Regions from separate parts of the Sus scrofa genome. Here region 1 is linked to region 2. A link is a contact called in public HiChIP or PLAC-seq data. All regions are on one chromosome and are shown on one strand. Each heading gives the region's core, a stretch centred on a gene start, on an enhancer-like site or on the middle of the called end of the contact. The rest is flanking DNA. Distances are from core to core; before and after follow the strand shown. Region 1 holds the start of CAPZB (capping actin protein of muscle Z-line beta subunit). Region 2 overlaps CAPZB (capping actin protein of muscle Z-line beta subunit).

The links. HiChIP or PLAC-seq counts read pairs in DNA pulled down with a chosen protein or histone mark.
Region 1: a contact with region 2 is called in an H3K27ac HiChIP or PLAC-seq map of skeletal muscle. The contact joins the promoter of CAPZB here to the enhancer-like site in region 2. A contact is called at or near these places in 1 of 5 promoter capture datasets (liver), 10 of 47 Hi-C or Micro-C datasets (alveolar macrophages, blood, heart right ventricle and 4 more) and 2 of 2 datasets of contacts at active chromatin or transcription factors (alveolar macrophages and skeletal muscle).

The regions. Positions count from the first base shown.
Region 1 is chr6:77,910,567-77,915,991 of Sscrofa11.1, reverse strand. It overlaps CAPZB (capping actin protein of muscle Z-line beta subunit), which reads left to right and starts at 3,375. Exons shown (of 9, transcript NM_001113444.1): 1 at 3,375-3,479. The coding sequence starts at 3,477.
Region 2 is chr6:77,866,736-77,872,183 of Sscrofa11.1, reverse strand. All of the region lies in intron 1 of CAPZB (capping actin protein of muscle Z-line beta subunit), which reads left to right. Among named protein-coding and RNA genes, the nearest start is that of CAPZB, 43 kb to the left of the region's middle. Within about 2 kb of position 1,518, at least 20 of the 83 cell types and tissues checked have an H3K27ac peak or open chromatin away from gene starts, as enhancers often do. A contact at or near this core is called in skeletal muscle, where this site is marked.

The DNA of each region.
Region 1 (5,425 bases), core at 2,126-4,625, 42 kb before region 2:
TAGGCCAGGGCGGGAACTCCAAAGGCAGCTATGTTTAATGCCACCTGTCCGCACGCTCACAGCAACAGTGACTCATTAAAGGGTGGGATCTGACCTGTGGGCAGCCAGTGTGTGGGCTGGCCAGTGACATGTCTAGTGGACAGTAATCATTAAAAGATGAAACGAGCTAAGTGTTGTAGCTCTATCTTGGGATCTGAACTGTGGAACACAAAAAAGAAATCTTCCAGTTCATAGAATAAGCTGATGCAGAGAATAAAGGAGGGACAAAGCTCACCAGGATGAACCCCATGCAGGCTGAAATGTTGAGGGCATAGGGCTATAAACAAGCCAAGGATGCCAGACAGTCAAGAATGTAGTAGACGAGGAGTTCCCTGGTGGTGGAGTGGGTTAAGGATACGATGTTGTCACTGGTGTGGCACAGGTTCGATCCCTGGCCCGGGAACTTCTGCTTGCCAGGGGTATGTATGGAAAAAAAAGAACGCAGCAGATGAGTCAAAGCAGCAGAAATGGGGCCCCATGGGAAAGATTAAGTAGCCTGTTCCTGAGTTCTGGGTTGGATCCTGAGCGCTCTTCTTATGAGGTAACTTAACTGTCAAAGATTTTTGAGCAGGGGGCAACATGATCAGACCTGGGGTATGAGTGTAAGCTCTGGTTCCAGAATGTCTGGCTTTGCAATCATTAGCAATGTGATTTCTGGTAAGTGACTTAACCTCTCTGTGCCTCTGTTCCCTCACTTGTAAAATGGGATAGCACTGTCCTCATAACGCTTTAATGAGGATGAAATAATACCGGTAATGCATTTTGGATACTAATCTTTTTTTTTTTTTTCCTGCTTTTTAGGGCTTCACCTGTGGCATATGGAGGTTCCCAGGCTAGGGGTGGAATCAGAGCTGTAGCCGCTGGCGGTGCCATACCTGAGCTGCCTCTGTGACCTACACCACAGCTTGCGGCAACGCAGGATCCTTAACCCACTGAGCAGGGCCAAGGATCGAACCTGTGTCCTCATGGATATTGGTTGGATTCGTTTCCGCTGAGCCATGATGGGAACTCTGGTAATGCGTTTTGAATGGCATGGCTTCCTTTGATCTTATTTCCATCAAGTAAACACTGCAAATGTCGCTTCTTTCGCAAAACTTTCCTTCATGCCTTTATTCCTTAGCTTCCAGGAGGGACACCACCTTCTCGTAGTCTTCTTCCCGCCTCCCAGGTCCCTCTTTCTCAGGCTCCTTGCTGGTTCCTCTTTCTCTTCTTGACCACTTCTCTCTCCACTAGCCTCCTAAGTGAGCTCATCTAGGTGTCTGATGCTTTTAAGCACCTCAAACTATCATCAGCTAACAGTTCTCAAAAACGTATCACCAACTTCGAACTTTCCTATCTGATTATTTGACATCTCTATTTAAACCTCCAAAAGGCATCTCAAACATCACTAGCCCCAAACTGACTCTTAACAGCACCCCCCAACCCCCCCCAAACCCCTGTTCCTCCCACAGCCTTCCACAGATGAATAAATGGCAAATCCTTCTGGTGTTAATCAAGCTAAAAATCTTAGCATCATCCTGACTCCTTTCCTCTTCTCATGCCCACGAAGCATTTGCATCTCCCTTGCATTTACCTCCTCAGGCCTTTGTTATGAAGATTAAATGAGTTATTATTTGCAAAGTGCTTAACAGCATCACATAGGAAGTTCCACAGAAGTGTTTTTAAATAAATAAAAAATGCCTTCGATACAGAAATGGCTTTCTAATAGCCCTAGTCCCCCTACAGTCCATTCAGAACACAGCAGCCTCCGGATCCTTGCAAAGGCCAGGCCAGATCTGGTCCCTGCGCTGCACCTCTCTGACCTCAGCTGCCTTGGCTCTGGGCTAGCCACCTCAGCCTCCTTGGGCCATGAACACCCCAGGGCCTGTCCCCATGAGCTCTTTTCCCTTGCTGTTCCTTGTGCCTCCCTCTGATCAAGTGTTACTTTCTAAATCAGGCCTCCTCTGGCCCCACTTTGTTCATCTGCCTGCCTCCCTCTGATTTTCCTCCACATCTCTAATCACCACCTGACACTGTATCTATTTAGTAGCTGATTGTCTCCCCTTCCCCTGGTCCAAGCTCTGCAACAACATGGACTGTCCTGTTCATTGCTCTAAACTTAGAGCCCAGAGCAGTGCTCCTTACAGGGTAGATGCTCAATAAATACTTACACCAAGTGAAAATTCCAAAGTGCCACGCCCTTTCTCTGAATTCCTGTAATACAGGTCTGTATCACTCTTGTGGGACTTAGCTGAACTACTTTTATGCCAGTGGCAGCTGTTCCTCCACTATGAGTTACCTGAGGATGGGGGTCTGGGTCACAGCCTGGTTTGTGGTCCTCATTTCTGTCCTTCGTGCAACACTTTACACTTAGTCCTCTCATAGGGGCCTGATTTAAATCTCACAAAAGAGAGAGCAAGCTAGGGAAGGCAGTTATTATTAGCAGGGCTAGCGTCCCAGGTCTCCTGCCTTCTAGACCAGGCCTAATAAATATTTGTTGAATGAAGAAGGAGAGAGAGAGAAAAAAAAGAATTTCTGAGTCACCGTGGAATGAGGTAGCCCTACTGGGCAAATGGGTGGGTTCTCTGCAGCACATCTAAAAATACCCTCAACATGTAACATTTATTGGGCCGGGTTTTCTAATTTCTACTGTGTCGTCCTAATATCATTCCTGCAGCAGGTAGTTGTGAGAGCATCTTTACATGTCACCTGGTATACCGGCCTGTATACGTACGGCCGGTGCTCAGTGACTGGTGTGACCTGAGGCTGATTTTTTAGAGATCCGGCTCAAGTGCAGTGACTTGCTCCAGGTCCCACACGGAACAAGCGGCAGTGCTGGGATTCCATCTGAGGTTCGCTCACTACGCTCTCTCAGGGAAGGGCTGGCTCCGCGGGCCGCACCAGTTCCGGGTCCGCCGCAGGAGCAAGCGCGTGCACTGGGTGGGGCGGGGAGGGACTGACCCCTCCCAGCCCCAGTGCCTTCCGCATCCTCGCCCGGAGGCCTGCGGGCACCGTCCCTCTGCCACCACCCGCAGCTGCACCCACAGGACCCGGGTTGGATCTGGCTACACGCAGAAGGCCGCTCGGGGCCGGAGCTGCAGTGAGTACCCTCCCCAGGACCCCCGGACCCGCCCACCCGTCCCGCCGACCGCTGCGCCCCGCCCCGCTCGCAAGCCCCGCCCCTCACTTCCCCGTTCTCTGCTCCTCCCCCTCGCCGAGCTCCATACTTGGCGATCGCCGCGGCCCTGCGCGCTCATTGGCCGAGAGCCGGCTGCGTGGGGGGCGGGCCCAGGCTGGGCCGGGGCGGGGAAGGAAGGTGGCGGCGGCCCGGCGCGGGGGGAGGGGGGCGCTGACCCGGATGTTCACTCCTGGGCACCCGGGGAAGTGGAAGCGCCGGGCCCTGCTGCGGGGGGGAGAGCCACAGACGCCGGGACGGGACCGCCGCCGCCGCCGCCACCATGGTAAAGGCCCGACGCTCCCCTTCCCCCAGGCCTGGGAGCCCCACTGGAGCTCGCGTCCCCCTCCTCCCGCCCACCCCCGGCCCGGGAAGGGTGGGTTCACCGGGTGGGGGAGGGGCGAGGTCCCGGAGCCCAGGTAGACACCATCCTCATCCGCTCCAGAAGGGGCCACCGGCCTGGGCGGCTTAGGTGTGCAGCGACTCTGCCTCTTGCTCCTAGCCCCCGCTGTTGGCTCAAGCTAGCGTCTCATACTCCACCGCTGGGTGTAGGCTAATCTCCCCCATGGCCCAGGGTAGACCCTCCTGGACCCGTGGTCCAGGCCAGGCACCCCCTACAAGGACCCAGGCGTGGTCCTTCTTTCTCCTCTTGGCCCAGGCCAGGTCCCCATCCCCCGTCCCTACGGCCCAAGCTAGGCCGTCTTTATTTCCTCCCATAGCCCTGGCTAGGCCTCTGTCCCCTACCTCCCCTCTTCTCGGTGACCTCAGTCCAGACCCCCGTTAACCCGTCCTCCAGTGGCCTCAGCCCACATTGGTTCCTCTCTCCTGCATGACTTCAGCCTAAATCTTCTCTTCCCGCCGTGGTTTAAGTCTGGACCCCTCTTTTCCACCCCTGGCCCCGGCCTGGACGTCACACCGTCCCCCGTCCCCCGCCCCGATTCTCTTCTCCGGACTTCTCACCACTCTTGGCGTAGCTTGCGTCAGCCCCGCTCTCTCCTGGGCTTTACCCTCCCTCCTGGGCCCTGCTCCCTACCCAGGTGGTCCCCTCGCCTCTACCTGGGGCGAACCTTCTTTGCTACCACTGGGAAGCGAGAGCGGCTCTCCAGCTCGGGTGGGGATGGGGGTCCCGGGGCTGTGCCGTATCAGGTTGGAGGGGTGCCCCTTTTCTGGGAGGCCTCCTGGGAGCGAGCGAGGGCAGGGCGGGCATCCGTGTGCCCGGAAGGCAGCGGGGCGCTCTTCGGGCCCTTCCCCTGGCCGCCGCCTCGGTGCCGCGGGGTGCGGTACTGGCGGAGCGTCCGGCCGGACGACCAGGGTCCAGGGCGATGGGGCGTGAGCGGGTGCGAAGGGATGTGGGTGGGGGAGCCGGCGGCACAGGGATGAACGCACAATCGCCCTTGTGAGGCTGCCGCCCTTGGGGGCCCCCGGGCTCTGAGGCCACCAGACGGCCCGGACACGATGCACCCTAGCAGGCGCAGCCTCCCTTTCCCCCTCAACTGTCAGCTCGTGAGGGTTGGAACTGCTGATTATGGAGGTGCCACGGATCAGGTGAGCCAGACTCCGAGGGAGAGAGTTCGCTCGGCCTGTGCTGTTTGTTTTGGTAATGAGGGCAGGTGCTCTGGGGGCGCTCCGACTGGCCAGAGGTTTCACCTAGACCCTGACACGTGAGCCCTCTACCCTCCCTTCGCTTTGGAACCTTCTGCAGGGCAGGCCCAGCGCCCAGGTTGGAAGGGCCAGAGGGCTTCTCCCTCACGTGGCCAAGGAGCCTTTGGAGAGTGGACTGAGACTCAGGCCAGCCACCTGCTCCTGCCGGGTGCAGGCAGATGTTTACATGTGGACTTTGGGCCCCAAAGGGTTTTGAGGCTCTCAGTTCCTTGTTTAAGGAAGGGCTGTTGCTGCTGAACTAGGGTGACTAATTCAGAGTGCCTGAGTTTTTTCTTAATGCTTTCCTGTACGTTGATTTAAAACGTGCCCGCTGTAATTGGGCTTCTCTGATAGCATCAGCAGAGAATTGGCCACATGAGAAGTGGCCCAGCCCCAGGCCTGGATGGGGAAGGACTTCTCCAGGACAGTTTTGGGTGAGGACTTGAAAAGCAGAGTATAGATTTGCTGTCGGGGCAAAAGCAGGAGAGGATGGTTGGGTGGCCAGGTGGGGCTGCTGGAGGCGGCATTTCTGGCATCATAGGAGGGCTGGTGGTGGGGGAGGAGCCTCTTGCCACGTCTCTGAGTGCTTGA
Region 2 (5,448 bases), core at 269-2,768:
CCGAGGTACTGCCGCATGTCCCAGCAATGTGGCAGCTCCTTGCTTTGGATCTGGTGGTTGCCATGCAGAGCAGCTGGCCTTAGGCTAGACCGAAATGTCCCCTTTCACTGCGGAAAAGTTGGACTGAGCTGCCAGGGTTGGATTTCGAGAGGAATGTTTTATCTACATAAGAGAGCAGATTGTTTTTACATCATCTCTCCCAATGTCTATTTCTAACACATACTCATTACAAACGCATCTTGTACTAAGGTATTTTTTGAATGATTATACTCGAAAGTGCTTTCTAAGCAGTTTTTTGGGTGGGGCAGCAATACATGTGTGTTTCACTCCAGCCGATGGAAAGTGTGGTAGCATCCTTCTGCCTGGTTATGCCCTGGCCCTGCCCTGCTTTCTTATGCCTGGGCAAACGATGTCCCAGCAGCTGGAGAAACTGCTGGAGTTCTATATGTCAGGACCTTGATTCCCTCAGAAAATCCACAGAAACCTCAAAAGTACACTCCAGGGCAGAATCGAACAGGAATGAGATCAGCACGTCAGTGGACCTGACCCTGGGGACACCCAATGGCGAGTGGTCTCAGAATCGTGACGTATGCAAGGTGCAGGCAGAGCCAGGCATGTGTAGCCAGAAGACTTCTTTCCCACAGGCCTCTCTTACCTAGGATGTGCCACCAGGATCCATACCTCCTTGGACTTGGGGGGAGCTCACAGCTTCGTCCATCCTACAGGAATGCCTCCTGGCTGAGGAGGAAACCTGGTTTCCATCACTGATTGGAAACGGATTCCTCCCCCTGCCCCCTTGCTCTGGATGTGATCTTCCTATGAGAATCAGCTAAGCCATTTCCCCCTGTCAGAGGACATCCCAGCCCCGGCCAGCTGTCTGCTGTTGGTTATAAGGGAAACCAAAAGAAGGCATGGGCAGCCCTTGCCAGTGACCTTGACGGCTGCTCAGGGCCTGTCAGTCTCCGGTGGGAAGTCGGGTACCTGTCTGTGTACTAGCGTGTTTTAACAACTCAGTGTGTTTTGAGAGCTGAAATCCTAACCTGGGCCCTCCCAGGGCCCTGGCTCCTGTCCCGAGGCTCACCAGTGAGGCCACATAGGAAAGCAGGCGAGTAGGATACCTTGGGTGTGGATTCCAGTTCTCTGTATGAGCTTGGAGGAGTCCTGGGCCTCTCTGAGCATCGGATTCCGCAGAGGGCGTGGGAAGCCTCCGGGCTCATTTTCCGGAGTTACCTCGGTGTGCCGCGCAGCGCTGAGACCTTGGGAAAACCACCTCTTTTCACTCAGCAGGCTCTGGGTTTCCTTCAGTTTCCTTCCTAATTGAATTTTCTCATTAAAACCTGCCTTCCCCAAGCTGTTGGGCAGCGGTACCCTTTCGAGGTGGTGGAAGAGCGGCTGGCTCTCTTGGGTTCGTTTCTCCCTCCACTTCACCGGTGTCTAATTGAAGTACACTCAGCAGCACATGGTTAAAGTGGCGCGTTGGCCATTTCTGTTAGTTTTATGATAACATGTAACATCTGCCTCCCCCCACTCCCTTCCTCCTGCGTCTGATCCTGCACTCCCCAGCCTTCCAGCCTCTTGCTAAGCAGCGATCCAGCTGGCAGAGCAGGAACAAGTGTTTCTGTAAGCATTCCCACGATCCTTTAAGTGAGGAGCGTGACCTCGGAACCATGTGCCCGGTCCCCGCCCCGACGTAGGAGGAGGTGGGAGGTAAGAACAATACTCGGATGGATGGATTCCCTGTCTGGGGCACTGCCGAACGCGGAGCGTCTGTAGGCCATCCAGACACAAGCATTCTCCTGGGATTCAAGGGTTAGAGGGGAAAGTGAATTGATTTCTACCTTCTTGTTAGAAGCAAGAGCCCAGCAAAACAGTCAGCTCTGCTTTTCTAAGCTCTCCTGTGGTGCCTCCCATTCGTTTTGGTCACGGGACTTAGGAGTGAAGTTTTAAAAAATGGGCCAAGTAGAGCAGCGCTGTTTTCTTTGTGTCATGAAGCTCTCCCATGGCTTGCTTTGCCAAGGTCCCTGGTAAACGGTTTATCTCGCCTCCCTGGGCTGGTGGGAGCACGTGGGGGAATGCGCTCCTAGCTTTGGAAAACGAGGAGGGCGTCTTGCTGCGACGGAGCCGGGAGCAGGTCTCACTGCCCCTCGTGCTCTCTTGCTAATGGCTTTTCCAGTTGCAGAGACTCCTCCGTTTCGTATCAAGTATTGCCGTCTGTGCCGAGGGTGCATGTGCTTCCCAGGCGGCTGCCTCGGCAGCCTGCAGTTACCGGTGTGACCAAGGGACAGGAGACGATTGATGCTACTTTATTTCCTTTATCGGGAGTGAGCGAGCATCCTGCTCACAGACTTATTGAAGAAGGCGTGGCTCTGTGACTTTCCTCTGAAGGTGAGGAGGTCCGAGCTGGAGGTGGTTAGGGTGGTAACGTCCCGGCCCTTGAGTTGACTGTTCAGCACCTTGTCCTGAAATTTCTCCCGATCCTGCTCGCAAAAGAGACATGTCTTATGTTCATGTGACTCCCTGAATCACATGACTGCTTTTAACGAAAGTGTCTGGATGGGATACAGTTTAATCTTCCATGGGGCAGAAAAACGCGCTTCTGAGAAACGGAGCATCCGGATTCAGAGAATTGTCTCTGCGCCCTCCTTGGGTTGCGGCCCCTAGAGGTGTGTTGAAATAGGCGCTGCGCACCCGAGCACTTTGCTCCCAGTCGCTGCCGTGCTGTTTTCTAGAGGTTGGCAGAAGGCCAGAGAAGCCTTCATTTGGAAGTTTTAGCTTCTGTCCTTCTACCTTTTTTCTCTGCCTCTTCTCTGTCCACTTAGCTTATAAACTTGAGGCTGCGGTGACTCCCTCCCAGGTGCGTGCCATGTGCTGTGTGAGGACACCCCCCACCTGATCCAGCAGATAACAGTGTGAAGGGTGTTACCCTTGTTTTCTAGATGCGGAGACAAGCCTCGAAAGAGCTGAGTGGCTTGTCCAGGGTCACGCAGCTGGGACCTGGTGGAGTCAGCACTTGAATGCAGACCACCTCTCTTGAACCCGTGCCGTGAGCCTCCCAGCCTTGCTCAGCTGGGCAGGAGCGTTAAGTTCCACTTCTCTTGGAGCCTTGAAGGCAAGAAGGTGGCTGCTGTGGTCCTTAGGATAAGAAGGGACCCTGGTAGCAGCAGATGGCCTGGCTGCTGGACAGTATAGAGAGACCTGCCTTTGAGTCCCAGCCCCGTGGCCATCGCCTGGAACCTCACAGTGTCACAGTGTTTCCTGTGAGAATAGCAGTTACCTCCCGGTACTGTTCATAAGATTGGAGGAAGCAGTGGCACGTAGAGACTTAGAGCAATGTTGTGATAAGTGTGAGCTATTGTTTTTATTAACCCATTTTAAGCCCTTAAGTCCGAGGCTACTGTGGAATAGCCACCCGGTGAAAGGCTTGTTAGCACTCGTGAAAGGCATATGAGCAGTCACTGCAGTGTTGCCAGCAGAGCCCGCCCTGGACGGTTGGGGACCAGGTGGTCCTGCTCCTGCTATGCAGGGCTTGAGCTTAGTCTCTGGTTTTCAGAAAGGTATCTTGGGACCAGAACTTGTTGCTTCTCTTTAATTATTTTGCTCATTGAACAATCTTGGCTCCCTCCTTATCTACCAACTTTCTTGAGACGTAGGAGTCATCATTCAGAGGAGGATGGAAGGAAAGTTTTGAGCTTGTGAAAGTGTCTTGTTGGCAAGATGTTCTTCAGCTCTGAGGAAACTTGTCTGTGGATAGAGGAGAGGTGTTTTCACTCGTAAAGACACGTGTCATCTGGCCCAGAGGAGCCAAAAAGGGGCGGCTGTGACTTGTTTGATTTTCAGACTCTTGTTCCATGGCCACCTGCGTGCGTGCTTTCCAGTAATGTTAACGACAGAAGTGGAGGGGTGTGTGTGTGTGAGAGAGAGAGACAGAGTGTGTGTGTGTGTGTGTGTGTGTGTGTGTGTGTGTGTGTGTGTGTGTGTGTGTGTGTGTGTTTTGATTCTCTGTAGGAATATTAGGGTCTGGTGCCCTCTGAAACTAAACTCTGTGGAGGAGGATGGTGACAGGACTTGTTTTTTAGTTGAACATTTAATATGTTTTAGAAACTGTCCTAGTGCAGTTCCCTGGTGGCTCAGCAAATTAGGGATCCAGCATTGTCACTGCTGTGGCTCAGGTTGCTGCTGTGGCATGGGTTCCATCACTGACCTGGGAACTTATGCATGCCTTGGGGATGGCCAAAAAAGAGAAAAACAAAAACACCGCATGTGGCAGGACCCGCATGTTCTGTGCTGCGCTGTGCCTGTGGTTGATAGTGTGGAGTAGCTGTAGGAAGGAGCTGCCCCTGAGTTGGATAGGGCAGGTGGAGATGGGGGCGGGCATTGCATGTTGACTCCCGCTGGCATTGGACATAGGAGCTCAGGAACCCAGGAGAGAAACTGCTTTGGTCCATGTGTGAGCACTATTTTTCTCTTCCTCAAACCTCCCTTCGGACATAAGTCAAAAGGCAGCACAGCCCTCTGCTAGATGAAATGCTTAGATTGATGAAGGCTTTATCTCCCCCCCCAATCCTTTAAATCTTGCTTCTTTCCCGTCATGACGGGTCCATTGTGCTGTTTGCATTTGGGGCCCAGGGCCTCCCCCACACCTTTGGAAGCCATGTCCAGTGTGTTACTGGCGGAAACCCATGGCCAAGTGTTAGAGATTTCATCCAGGCCATCTTATAAATCAGTTCGGGGGAAGGTTTATGTGAATTGGCTGCTTCTGCTATGAAAAGGGGAGTATGCTATTCTCAGCCTTCGTCAATGAACATGTGGATGTTTTTTCCCAAAATATTTTTATCTCTTCTTTGCAATACAGGGACATTCTGCTTTAATTATCTTTGACTTTGGTGAAAGGCTTCTTGAGTTTCTTATGCCATCGAGGTAGAAAAGGACAGCATGTATGACATCCATTGAAGACGTTTCAGAATCGCCGCTACTTAAGTGTCAGAATACCAGTTGACAAAGTGGAGGGATTAGTCGCTTGTTACATGAAACCAGCCAGGATCCTGCAGAGGCAGCAGCTGTGGACATCTGTGAAACATTAATGATTAGACAACAGGTAACGGAGCCTTGCAGATCATCTGGAGGGGTCCAGGAAGCCATCAAGCAGGGAAACTGTCTGAAAAGGCTTTAGCGTATTTTGAGAAGTCCTCCGGTCAGTGAGAGTGTTGGGGAGAATGGAGTCTGTAATGCAGAGTGGCAGGAGATTTCAGAATTTCTTAGATGATAGAACTGTCCCTAATTTAAAAAAAGAAAAGGAAAAAAGGTCAGACCAATCACTTAGTTCTCTGGTGGCCTAGCAGATGGGGAATCTGGTGTTTTCACTGCTGTGGTGCCGACTCGCTCCCTGGCCTGGGACTTTGAGTAGACTGCGGGTGTAGCCAAAAAGAAAACGGCAAAAGACCCCCTGTC